Regions from separate parts of the Sus scrofa genome. Here regions 1 and 3 are each linked to region 2. Evidence: chromatin contacts called from public Hi-C and promoter capture Hi-C data. All regions are on one chromosome and are shown on one strand. The core of a region is the stretch at or near the end of the contact, and the rest is flanking DNA. Distances in the headings are between cores, read along the strand shown.

Region 1 (3,745 bases), core at 199-2,698, 140 kb after region 2:
GAGGATTTGGCGTTGCCCTGAGCTGTGGCATAGGTCACAGCTGCAGCTTAGATCTGGCGTTGCTTTGGCTGTGGTGTAGGCAGGTGGCTACAGCTCCAATTCAACCTCTAGCCTGGGACCCTCCATATGCTGCAGGTGTGGCCCTAAAAAGAGAGAAAGACCAAAAAAAAAAAAAAAAAAAAAAAAAAAAAGAAAGGAGACACAAAGGAAAGGGCGCTTGCAGTTGTGGGGTCATAGCTATGACAGCTCTCAGCTCCAGGAAATTTCCTATGTGCCAAGCCCTGTCTGGATTCAGATCCTTTGCATGGGCTGTTCCCTCTGCCCATAAAGCTGTTCCACTCCCTCTTCTCTTACCTAGCTCCTATGGGTAGTTCAAGTCTCAGCTCATAGGTTCCCTCCTCCGGGAAGCCTTCCCTGACCTCCTTCCTAGAGTGAAGCAGGTAGCTTTCCTGGGCTTCCCCAGCCAGGTCCCGACCTCTCAGCCTGTGATTCCTGCACCACAACCCTGGCCGCTCTGGGTCTGCCTCCCTGTTGGACTGTGAACCCTGAAAGCGGGCCTGGGCTATCTTGGTCACATAGTGTCCTAGCACCATCCACCGTGGGGCTGGGCACAAGACCAGGTGCTCACTGACTGTTTGCTGACACTGGATAAATGGGCTGCTCCCTCTCACCCCTCTGGTGCTTGGCTCCTGTTCCTCCCTCCACGCGGAAGCCCCTTTGACCTGGCTCCCTCCTCCTCCAGTTTGATGCCAGATGTCACCTTCTCCAGGAATCCTGTCCTGAGCCTGCTCCCCACTCCTCGTGAATTTAGGTTTGTCAGTGTCCCCAGGGCCCAGCAAAGGGCCTGCCACCAAGGCCTTGTGAATGTTTGTTGAGTGAATAAGTGAACAGAGGCATGTTTGGATGACTCAATCAGTGAGACAGAGCGAGTCCGCGATGGGGGAAGGGTCTCCTCAGGCCCATCACAGTCCTGACCACACTGTCCCTTTTACCCTCCCGGGGAGGAGGGTTCTGGCTGGGTTCTGGCCACACCCCAACCCTTGGTGGCTGCCAAGCCTGGAAGGCATTTCGCAGAGCTCAGCACATTCCTGCCTTCCTCGGTGGCTGAGAGTGGGCCGGGGGCATTTCAGAGAGAAGTGAGGAGGCCCCTAGCATTCTGGGATCCTGCCAGCCCCTTCCTGGTCCCCTGTGGCCTCGGAGTAGGCCCCAACTGCTCAGTGGTGGGGGGAGGGGGGCTGGTTCGCAGAGTGGCCAGCTGAGCTGATGTGAGGGGCGAGGTGAGGGCATGGTGGCCGCGCCTGGCTGGACAATGGGACAGAAGCTGCTGACATGCATTTTGGGGGTAATCCCAGCCTCATCCCAGCCCCGGCCCCGGGCCCAGGCTCAAACAGCCAGGAGCGTCCGAGGCAGCGCCGGGTGGGTGTGAGGGGCATGTGGGAGTACCTCTGCTCCCTCTGCCGCCCCCCGGGGTCTGGTGAGTCAGGGCAGGCTGGGGGCCGGGGACCAGGGGATCAGGGTGAGGCCCAGGGGCCTCGGTGTGGGAGTTGGGCAGGTCTGGGTTGAAATCCTAGTGTTACCAATTACCTGCTGTTGGTGACCTTGGGGGGGCATTACCCTCTCTCAGCCTCCTTGTCTGTCATATGAAGGGGACAGAAGAGTGTCGCAGCGTCTCTGGGATCTAGAAGAACTGGGGTTCGACCCCAGCTCTACCACCTCCTGATTGTGTAGCTAAAAACTAGGCATCTGAGTTCCTGTTGTAGCTCAGCAGGGTAAGAGTCTAACTAGTATCCATGAAGATGCAGGTTCGATCCCTGGCCCCAGTCAGTGGGCTCAGTGGGTTAAGGATCCGGCTATGCCGTGGCTGTGGTGTAGGCTGGCAGCTGCAGCTCCAATTCGACCCCTCACCTGGGAACTTCAATATGCTGCAGGTGTGGCCTAAAAAAAAACCAAAAAAACAAGACTAGTCATCATCTGTCCACCCACCTCCTTGATTCCAAGAGCTGAGCTTTGGGTGTCCAGCAGAGTATTTAGTACATGATAGGTGTCCCCCAAAACGGCAAGTCCATTAAACAGAGAAGCAGGACTCCCCCATGCCCTCTTCATTTAGGCTAAAAGCCCTGGGACAGGTCTAGCTGGTCCCCTAATTTGTGTGAATCCCAAAATATGTGTAAGTAGCATCCTCTCTGTGCCAGGCATTTTTCAAAGTTTTTAGTCTCTTTTAACTCATTTTATCTTCACCAAACCCATAAGGTGGGCACTTTTACTAAGCTCGTTTTTTTCATTCAATTATGTATGGGTTTATTTATTTATTTATTTGTCCTTTAGGGCCAAACCTATGGCATATGGAGGTTCCCAGGCTAGGGGTCTAATCAGAGCTGTAGCTGCCACCTATGCCACAGCCTCAGCAACACTAGATCCGAGCCGCATCTGCGACCTACACCACAGCTCACGGCAATGCTGGGTCCTTAACCCACTGAGTGATGCCAGGGATCGAACCCAAAACCTTATGGTTCCTAGTCAGATTTGTTTCTGCTGCGCCACGACGGGAACTCATTTATTTATTTTAATGTTTTCCCCCACACCTTCGGCACGTGGAAATTCTCCGGCCAGGGTTTGCACCTGCACTGCAGCAGTAACCTGAGCCACAGCAGTGACAACGCTGGGTCCTTAACTGCTAGGCCACCATGAAATGCCCCCATCCTTGTTTTAGAGATGAAAAACTGAAGCCCAGAAGTATGCTTTAACTTGCTGAAGATCTCACAGCCAGGATATGGAAGTTTATTTTAGGGGCCCCAGGAACCAGTGGGGGCCTTGCTTGGGTCTGGAAGCCAGGGAATAGTGCTGGTGGGGTGCTGAGTCTCCAAGCGGCACCAGCAACGTGCAAACCCTGGGAGCGGGGCTCATAGCAGAGGGTTCAGCTCAGGCGATGGAGCGGCGGCCGGACTGCCCGACTGACCGCCTGACCGACAGACCAGACCGACCAGGCTTCTCTTCTGTGGATCCCACCCCCTTGCGGGTGGATGTAGCTGGGAAATGGGGATGTTTGTTTCCCCACCACCCACCTCCTGATGATGTCACACCTCGGCAGCCAATGGCCTGGGTCTCCCTCTCCTCCCCCTCCCCATTCCTTTTCCCCCCCAGCTTGGGGCTGGGGCTGAGCAGACCGACCGGGAGCTCTCGAGGTGTCTGGAGGCCCAGTGGTAAGAAATCAGCCGGCCAGTTCCCTTTCTGGCCAGGCTGAGAAGCCATGGGAATGAGACGAAGGAGCCTGGGAGAGGCTGGGAGGGTGCCTGGGGCTCAGGAAGCACAGTGGTGTGGGAGTGAAAGGCACAGACTTTGGAGCCAGACCCCGGGTTCAAATCCCAACATTCTCCTCTTTCTGGCTGTGGAGCCTTAGGCAAGGTACTTGACACTTTGTGCCTCTGCTTTCCCATCTCTAGAATGGGCTGGTGGAGGCCACCTCTCGGGCTAACGTGAGAGTCCATAGTTGCTGCTTACAAAGATCTGTGGCTCAGTGCTAATGAATCTGACTAGAATCCATGAGGACACAGATTCGATCCCTGGCCTCACTCAGTGGGTTAAGGATCCGGTTTTGCTGTGAGCTGTGGTGTAGTTCGAAGACGTGGCTCAGATCCAGCATTGCTGTGGCTGTGGTGTAGGCTGGCAGCGACAGCTCCAATTTGACTCAGTGAGCTGGGACAGGATGCCTTGGTTGGGATAGGCTTTTTGGTCCCTGGAAGAGAGT
Region 2 (3,648 bases), core at 133-2,632:
TTTGGGCCTCCGTTTCCCGCCTGACCAGGAGGGAGTAGTTCTTGGAGAAATCTTCGCGCCCAGAGGGTCTCAGATTCTGGCTGGCGGAGCCCTCAGCTCCGGCGCAAGTGCGTCGCAACCAAGGGGCCCCCCAGACAAATCCATTATTCTGAGGCTAAGGGGGACCTGGGACGAGGGCGCGCGCTCAGGCCGGGAGAAAGGGTCATGGGGGGATGCTGCTAAGGGGACGTCGGGCGTATGGACACTTTTCAGACCGGTGGGGCCCAGTAAGGGAGGAGGCTGCCCGGTTAGGAGCCTTCGGGACCCCGATCCTGCCGTCATCCCTCCCGCCTTTTCTCCGCGTTAACCCCTTCCCAGCCCCGCCCCCGGCGCGGCTCGGATTACTAAACGCATTCGCAGAGACCGAGGCGGGAGCGGAGCCCGGGGCCTTTGTAGCGGAGCGCTGGGCCGCAGGGCGGGGGGTGGGAGTACTGGGCAGACTGTTTCCTTCGATCTCGTCACCCGTAGACAGGAAGAGTGACTATAACCCCAAATCTATAGGAAATGCTGGATCTCTTGCCGCGAAATCACTGGTACCTCATTGAAGCCTGGAATCCTCTAATTCTAGGAAACTAGAGCATCCTGAACTCTCATGAAATCTGAAGGCCCCCCACCTCCACACAATTTTCCACAAGCCGCTCCACCATCCACTCAAAACTCCATGTCTTCCTAACACATTAGGAAAAGGTCACTTTTAATTAATTCAGCGGTTCCTCAACCCTAGAAAACGAGGACATCTCACGTCCCCCATAAAGGCTCTTAATAACTTCCCATACTCTTCCTCTTTAGGCATCCAAGAAGCTTGGGGGACCCTCTTCCAGCTCGGTCCCCCATCCATCATCTTAGAAGGCAAAGCCCCATCCCCAAATAAACTGTGACCTTCCTCCGAATAAACTCTAGAATTCCCTGGAGCCGTATCTGTCTCTACCGCACGGGAGGAGAATCCCTCCGCTTGAAATCTCAGAACACCTCAGATTCTAACCTCTGCGAAATAGAGGGCCCCAATAAATCCAAGGGCTCTGGTTCTTCATCCCTATCCCGACGCAGCGGCAAAATCCGAAAGTCCTGGTCTTCTTGGGCTGCCAGACTTATTGAGTGGAAGGGGCACAAGGAAGAGGGGGCCGAAGCAGGGCTTACCCGGCCGGGCGGCCCGGGATCACCGCAACCTCGACGGCCTGGCTGGGGCGGGCGGCGGAGGCGGCGGTGGCGGCGGCTGCAAGGAGCGGCAGCAGGAGCACCAGCAGGAGGGGGCGGCGGCCGCTGGGTCCAGGCAGCCGCATCGTGTCCGGCGTGGAGTCTCGCTCCAGGCGGCCCGTCTGTCCAGCGGGTCCGGCTTGGCGCGGCCCCGCCTTCCGCCCCCGCCGGAGGCCGACTCATTTTCTCCACTGTCCCAGTCGCGGGCTGTGAACTTCCCGCCAATCAGAGCCCCGCGCCGCCAGGGGGCGCTGCCCGCGCTACCAATCGGGAGGCGACAGGGGAGGGGCTAAAGGTACAGGTGCCGGGCATAGGGCGCTGGGGCCTGGACTTCTCAGTGCTGTGGGGGGTACTGGCTCAGTGAACCCTCTGGCAAAGAAGAGGCCCCAAACGTAAAGGTTTTGGGACCCCTCCCACTCGATGCGTAGGCGGCGGCCAGGTTCCCCTAAACCAGACTCCTACTCAAAGACCTCATCCGTTGGCTGACAGTCCTGGGAGCAGTCCATCCGAATTTGCTCCCAGACTGACTTAGATGCTGAAAGATCCAACGGACGCTACACTGAGCCCCAGGTCTGGCCCCTCTGAGTCCCAGGCCCACTCTGGATCTTCCCGAAGGATCTGCTCTTTCTCAAGGCCCCGTGTTTCAGGGGTTCCAGGCTCAACAAATAGCTTCCTCGGGAAGCTGTAGGTTCTGCCCTTCAGAGGACCCAGGCTTCCCCTGACCCACAGACTCTGCTCCCAGAGGCCTCCGGCTCTGCCCTCCTATTGCATCCCTCTCCACCACCACTCTTAGAGGCTATCACACCTTCTTCCCTGTCTGAATCGTTAAAGGCTCCTAAGGGCACCCCCTCCTACTTCCAGACTTGCAGAATTTCTCCTTAGAGAATTCCAGTCGCCTCCATTCCTAGTGAACTCTGCCATTAGGAGCCCCAAGCCACAAAGGGCCTTGGTCCCCACCTGCACCCATTTTCGTAGGTTCCAGGATCCAAGCCCCTCCCAACTCAAGAGGGTCTCAAACCCAGCCCCTTCCTTTCACTATGTATTAAAGGCCCCGTCTTCTCTCCATGGAATTACAAACCCCCACCTCTCTCCCAAGGGCGCTGCCCCTAGAGCTTCAGAGGCTGCTCCCTAGGTGCCCTCTTCCGCTCTTGAGTTTTAGGCCACAACATTTCCCACAGAGAATTGGGCCAAGGCCCCACATTTAGGATCCCAAACCCTACTCTTTTCATGTTTGTCCCCCTGCAGAGGTTCCAAACGTCATCTCTCACAGCCGTTTTATTCTCAAGCTTTCCCATTCTGTGACTGTGAGCCCTGCCACCAGAGGATCCCAGGCTCCACCCACAGAGGGTATTAGGCCACCAGCCCAGACCGTACAGCTGACCACAGACTAAGGACAGCAATCAATTCAGCTTTGCCCTCACCCCCAACTCCTGTTTCTTCTTCCAGATGGGGAGTGTGCAAGGCGGGCAGGAGACCCCTTCACCCTCCTGCGTTCCGGTGAGGCACACGGGCTGACTCACACAGCCACACTCACATGTTACCGCCACCGACAGCAATCCTTGCCTCCACCCACCCAACACCGAAACCCAGAAGCCTGGGCCCACCCACCACCCAGGGACACACAGCCCCTTGGAGCAGTAACGACGGCTCTCAGGCCCCACTCACTGGCGTTCGTGGGCTGTTGCGGCTCAATGATGGAGTGCCTGGCTCTGCCCACTGAATATGTGCTCTGTGTCCCTGTCTTCGTGTAGCTCCCGTGATCCCTGCTAAAGTGGCCCTGCAGGACAGAACGTCCCTGCCCCTGTCGCCCCTCTCCCCATCTCCTACCCTGTGGCTGGAGCGCTTGCTGGGGGCGCTGCCGAAATTTCTCCCTTCTGCTTGGGATCCAGGGCATCTTCAATGCTCGTTGCTAGGCAACAGCCTCTGGCTCACCACAGCAACTTCCGGGGATGGCGTTGGCTTCCCCTCCCCCCAGAATTTGTGGAGTTCCCAGCCCCTAATCCCTCCCTATCAGTGCCTCTGTCTCCTAGGGTTGCTTCTGTGTCATTCCTGGATCCTGATATGATCTCAACCCTTCAGAATCCCTCAGAGTTCTAGAACCTTGGCATTCCAGAAGCTTCCTCCCTTTGTATGTACTCACACTCAGGGTTTTATCCTGGTATTAACAAAGAAATGTCTTTAATGTCTAGATTTTTCAGACATTCTCTCTCTCTCAGTCTCTCCCTCTCTCCTTCCCTCCCTCCCTCTCTCTCTCAGTTCTAGAAACATTAGCACCCCCAGAAATACAAGTGCTCTGGATTCCCTGGCATGGAAACAACTATCAATATTCTAGATCTGTGAGCATTACAAAACACCTCCATATTCTTTTTTTTTTTCTTTTTTCTTTTTAGGGCCACACCCGCAGCATATGAGGTT
Region 3 (4,155 bases), core at 479-2,978, 190 kb after region 2:
TTCTATCATGTGACATAATCTACTTACCTGTTTGCTCACTGTCTCTTAGCCCTGCTAGAATGTAAACTCCACCGGGCCTGTTTTGTCCACTGATGTGTCCCCAATGCCTAGCACAGTGCTGGGCATGTAGAACACGCTTAATAAAAATCTGTTGAATGAATAACTTGTGTTTTCATTCCCATGTTGCAGATGTAGCAACTGAGGCACAGAGACCTTAAGCTACATGCCCAAGGTCATGCCACTATTTAAGTACTAAGAACTAAGATTGGAAATGGGGTGTTGCAGCCCATGGAAATACATTGCTAATGACTCTCCTACGTGGCCATGCTGAGCAAGCTGAGGGACTAAGATACCAGCTCTCCCCCTGGGGATGCAGGGTTGCTGAGGTTTGACGACGGTGTGGTGAGCCCTGTCTCTCTCTCTGTACCTTCAATTCTCTGAGTCAAGGGAGGACTCGGTCTAAGCTACCTATAACCGTCCCCCCACCAAGCCCTCCTGGACTCCTGCCATGGCTAAATGCTCTCAATTTGGGGGTGGTTAATCAGTCAATCCAACAAGGTAAAGAGAAAGGGATTATGTATTTACATGAACAAGGTGCGTGATGGTTGATGGGTCACCCCCTCAGATGTGGTGACGTGGCAGAGGTGAGGACAGCGTGGAGATTGCCATGTGGGGTAGCATGGGTTGGCTGTTGTGGCATGAGCATCAGGATACAGGAAGTGTGATGACATCACCAGAATGATGAGGGCAGTTGGGGGTAGGGGGAGAGTGACAATGAGGTGATGAAGGTGACTGGGTGAGGGTGACATGGCTAATAATATTAGCCCAAATCACCATATCAAGTTGGGCATATCACTAGAATAATGCAGAATTCTTAACAATCATCCCTGATGTTGGTGTCCTTGTGTGGATTTTACAGATGAGGAAGCTGAGACTGCAAAGGTGTGATTAGGTCAAGGTTACCCAGAGGTTTAGTGGTGAAGTCAGAATCCTGGCACGCCCTGAGTAAAGGGCTTTCATACCCGGAGTACATGAGAGGTGACTTGGGGAAATGACAGAGACACGAAGAGAAGAAAAACTGTAGGGCAGGGTGGCTCTTCATGGTGAAAACTAGAATCATTAGACGTGGGCAGTGACTGTCAGAGGAACAAAGGTGACGACGAGGAGGGATGGCGACAAAAGGGGTGAGCATGACCTAAGGGAAGCCAGAGAGCGACTTAAGGAGATGGTAACAGGAGGCATGCGAAGGTGACACGGAGGTATGACGACGATTTCTGAGAAGAGTGATAGCAATAAAAGAGGGGTGCAGGCGACACGAGACGGCGACTACGACTTAACGGGTGGGGCGACTTCAACAGGTGCTGATAATGGGGGCTTAAAGCGAACGAAATCTTGTCAAGGGTGATGATGGCGACATAAGGGGAACGGTAACGATTTAAGCAGGATACAACATGCGGAGGAATGGCGACATACAGGGACAGAGGTCGATGTGCAGAGAAGAGATGCATTACAGACGAAGGATAACACGAGGAGGACGGCTGAGGCGCCGCGCCCCCAGATCGCACATTACCTGCTCTCCACGTCTCCCACTCGGGACCCAGCCCAGCACGCACCTTTCAGGCTGGAGCCCCGCCCGACCGCCCCCCGCGGCGCGCAGGCGCACTCCGGCTGGACTGCGGGCCGGCGGGGGCCGGGAAATTACCTTTCTCATTGGCTGCGCTCCTCGCCAGCGAGGGGCGGAGGGAAGCGCCTGGGAGACGGCGGGCGGTCACGTGACAGTTGCAGCTGCGCCCTCGCTGGTGGCTCCCCAGCGGGCTAGAGAAGCCGCGAGCGGGTGAGTCCGGCTTCCGGCGGCGAGGGCGGCGCTTCCGGGGCGGGCAGCCGGGCCAAGGGAGGAGGGTCTGACAGTTGGCGCCGCCGGGAGGGCGGGCAGGTGGGCAGGTGGGTGGTGCGAGTGGGCGCGTGCCCAGAGGGCCAGGTGAGGCGCGGGCCGGGGGTGATGGGGTAGGGCTGGGTGAGGTGGGGATGAATGGCGTCCAGGGTTCCGGAGTCAGTCCTGGCGCCGCTGTACGGCTCTGGATTAGCGAGTTCTTTCTCTGAAACTCAGTTTCCTCCTCTGTAGAATGGGGGTCAGAATCTGACTGTAGCATCTTCTTTATGGGTTGTAGTGAGAAATCAGTTCGTGCATGTCGGAGCTCCTTAGCTCAGCGCCTGGCACACTGCTCACTTCGTTACTATACTATTATTGTTAGTATTGTTGATGATCTTTGCGCTTGGTGTGGAAGATCAAGGTGTGGGAGCGTGAAATTGGGGGCCACAGATTTCAGCTCAAGTCCTAACTACACTTTGTGGTCGTGGACCTATATCTTCACCTGTCTGAACTGAATTTTCCTCGTCTCTACAATGAGGGCTAATAGTCTCAATATCATAGCATCACTGTGAGGATGCTGATGAAATGTGCGTGTTGAGTCCTTAGCACAGGGCCTGACACAGTATTAAGTAGGAGCTCAAAAGATTGAGACGCTAATAATGATTCTCAGAGTCATTGGTGTAAATGGGACTTGCAAGGATGTAGAGAGGAGGAGGAAGCTAAAAGATGGCAAAACTTGGAAACTGGAGTTGGGCAAATTGACATCCTGCCATTCTTTTTTTCTTTGTTCTTATGTCTTTTTAGGGCTGTACTCGCAGCATATGTGAGTTCCCAGGCCAGAGGGCGAATCAGAGCTGTGGCTGCTGGCCTACGCTACAGCCACAGCAACACCAGGTCTGAGCTGAGTCTGTGACCCTCACCATAGCTCACAGGAACCTTCAGTCCTTAACCCACTGAGTGAGGCCAGGGATTGAACCCACGTCCTCATGAATACTACTCATTTCCTTACTGCTGAGCCACAACAGGAACTCCCCTGCCACTTACTATTTGATCAGTTTTGCTTAATCCCATTGTGTTAGGTTTTCCATTTTCTTTAAAACCACGGATGCATTTTCCTCCAGTCAATTCAATTGAGAAGGAAAATTTGTGTTCTTTCCTAATGGAAAAGTAGCATTGCTGGCGTGAGAAGAAGGAAAACAACCTGAACACCAATGGAAGCAGAATGGTCTATTAAATTGTAGACAGAACCTGGAAGAATTGAAAACTTACACTGTGTGATTCCATGTTGTCAGATCCCATGGACCCTGTCAAGTTATCTTATACTCTGTTCTCAGCTCACACTTTGCATATGACTGATATCAGCTCAATGACTGTCCTCTCCTTTCCCTAGCTCACTGAAGGTTTATTTATTTTACTTAATGCACATATGCATAACTGCTGAGCACTGTTTTAAGGGCTGGGTGCTTATGAACTCATTCAACCCCACTAAGCACTTTAAGAACAGATACATTTGGAGTTCCTGTGGTGGCACAGTGATTAACGAATCTGACTAGGAACCATGAGGTTGCAGGTTCTATCCCTGACCTCGCTCAGTGGGTTAAGGATCCGGCGTTGCTGTGAGCTGTGGTGTAGGTTGCAGATGCGGCTTGGATCCCACGTTGCTGTGGCTCTGGCGTAGGCCGGTGACTACAGCTCCGATTGACCCCTAGCCTGGGAACCTCCATATGCCACGGGAGCGGCCCTAGTAAAGGCAAAAAGACAAAAAAAAAAAAAAAAAAAAAAAAGAACAGATACGTCTATCTTTTTTTTTTAAATCTTTTTATGCCAGAACTCTTGGCATATGGAGGTTCCCAGTCTAGGGGTTGAATCGGAGCTGTAGCTGCTGGCCTGCACCACAGCCACTGCAATGCAGGATCCAAGTCACGTCTGTGACCTACACCACAGCTCACGGCAATGTCAGATCCTTCACCCATTGATCCTTCACCCATCGAACCTGCGTCCTCATGGATTCTAGTCAGATTTGTTGCCACTGAGCCACAATAGAAACTCCACACCTATCATTCTTTTTTTTTTTTTTTTTTATAACTGGAGTATAGCTGATGTACAGTAACTCCTCTATCATTCTTATTTTAACGTCGAAGGGAGTGAGATCCAGAACAGTTAAGCCATTTGCCCCAGAGTCAGAGTCAGGAAGTGGTAAAATTGAGACTTGGAGCCACACCTCCTATGGGCTTTAGCACAGGGAATCTGGTGCATGGTAATTACTTGAATTTTGGGAGCTATCA

The links. Promoter capture Hi-C pulls out the DNA fragments that hold promoters and counts their contacts. A called contact is a pair of places that touch in the nucleus more often than the background predicts.
Region 1: a contact with region 2 is called in a Hi-C map of fetal skeletal muscle, with 1.8 times the contacts expected there. The contact joins the promoter of PRX here to the promoter of LTBP4 in region 2. A contact is called at or near these places in 7 of 47 Hi-C or Micro-C datasets (embryonic fibroblasts, epiblast stem cells, fetal skeletal muscle and 3 more) and 2 of 2 datasets of contacts at active chromatin or transcription factors (alveolar macrophages and skeletal muscle).
Region 3: a contact with region 2 is called in a promoter capture Hi-C map of liver, with 4 times the contacts expected there. The contact joins the promoter of C6H19orf47 here to the promoter of LTBP4 in region 2. A contact is called at or near these places in 1 of 5 promoter capture datasets (liver) and 1 of 2 datasets of contacts at active chromatin or transcription factors (alveolar macrophages).

Annotation. Positions count from the first base shown.
Region 1 is chr6:48,689,463-48,693,207 of Sscrofa11.1, reverse strand. PRX (periaxin) reads left to right here and starts at 1,448. Exons shown (of 9, transcript XM_003355926.5): 1 at 1,448-1,474.
Region 2 is chr6:48,828,752-48,832,399 of Sscrofa11.1, reverse strand. It overlaps LTBP4 (latent-transforming growth factor beta-binding protein 4), which reads right to left and starts at 1,382. Exons shown (of 34, transcript XM_021094399.1): 1 at 1,177-1,382. The coding sequence starts at 1,319.
Region 3 is chr6:48,642,935-48,647,089 of Sscrofa11.1, reverse strand. It overlaps C6H19orf47, which reads left to right and starts at 1,728. Exons shown (of 10, transcript XM_021094390.1): 1 at 1,728-1,834. It also overlaps a transcript of PLD3 not described here.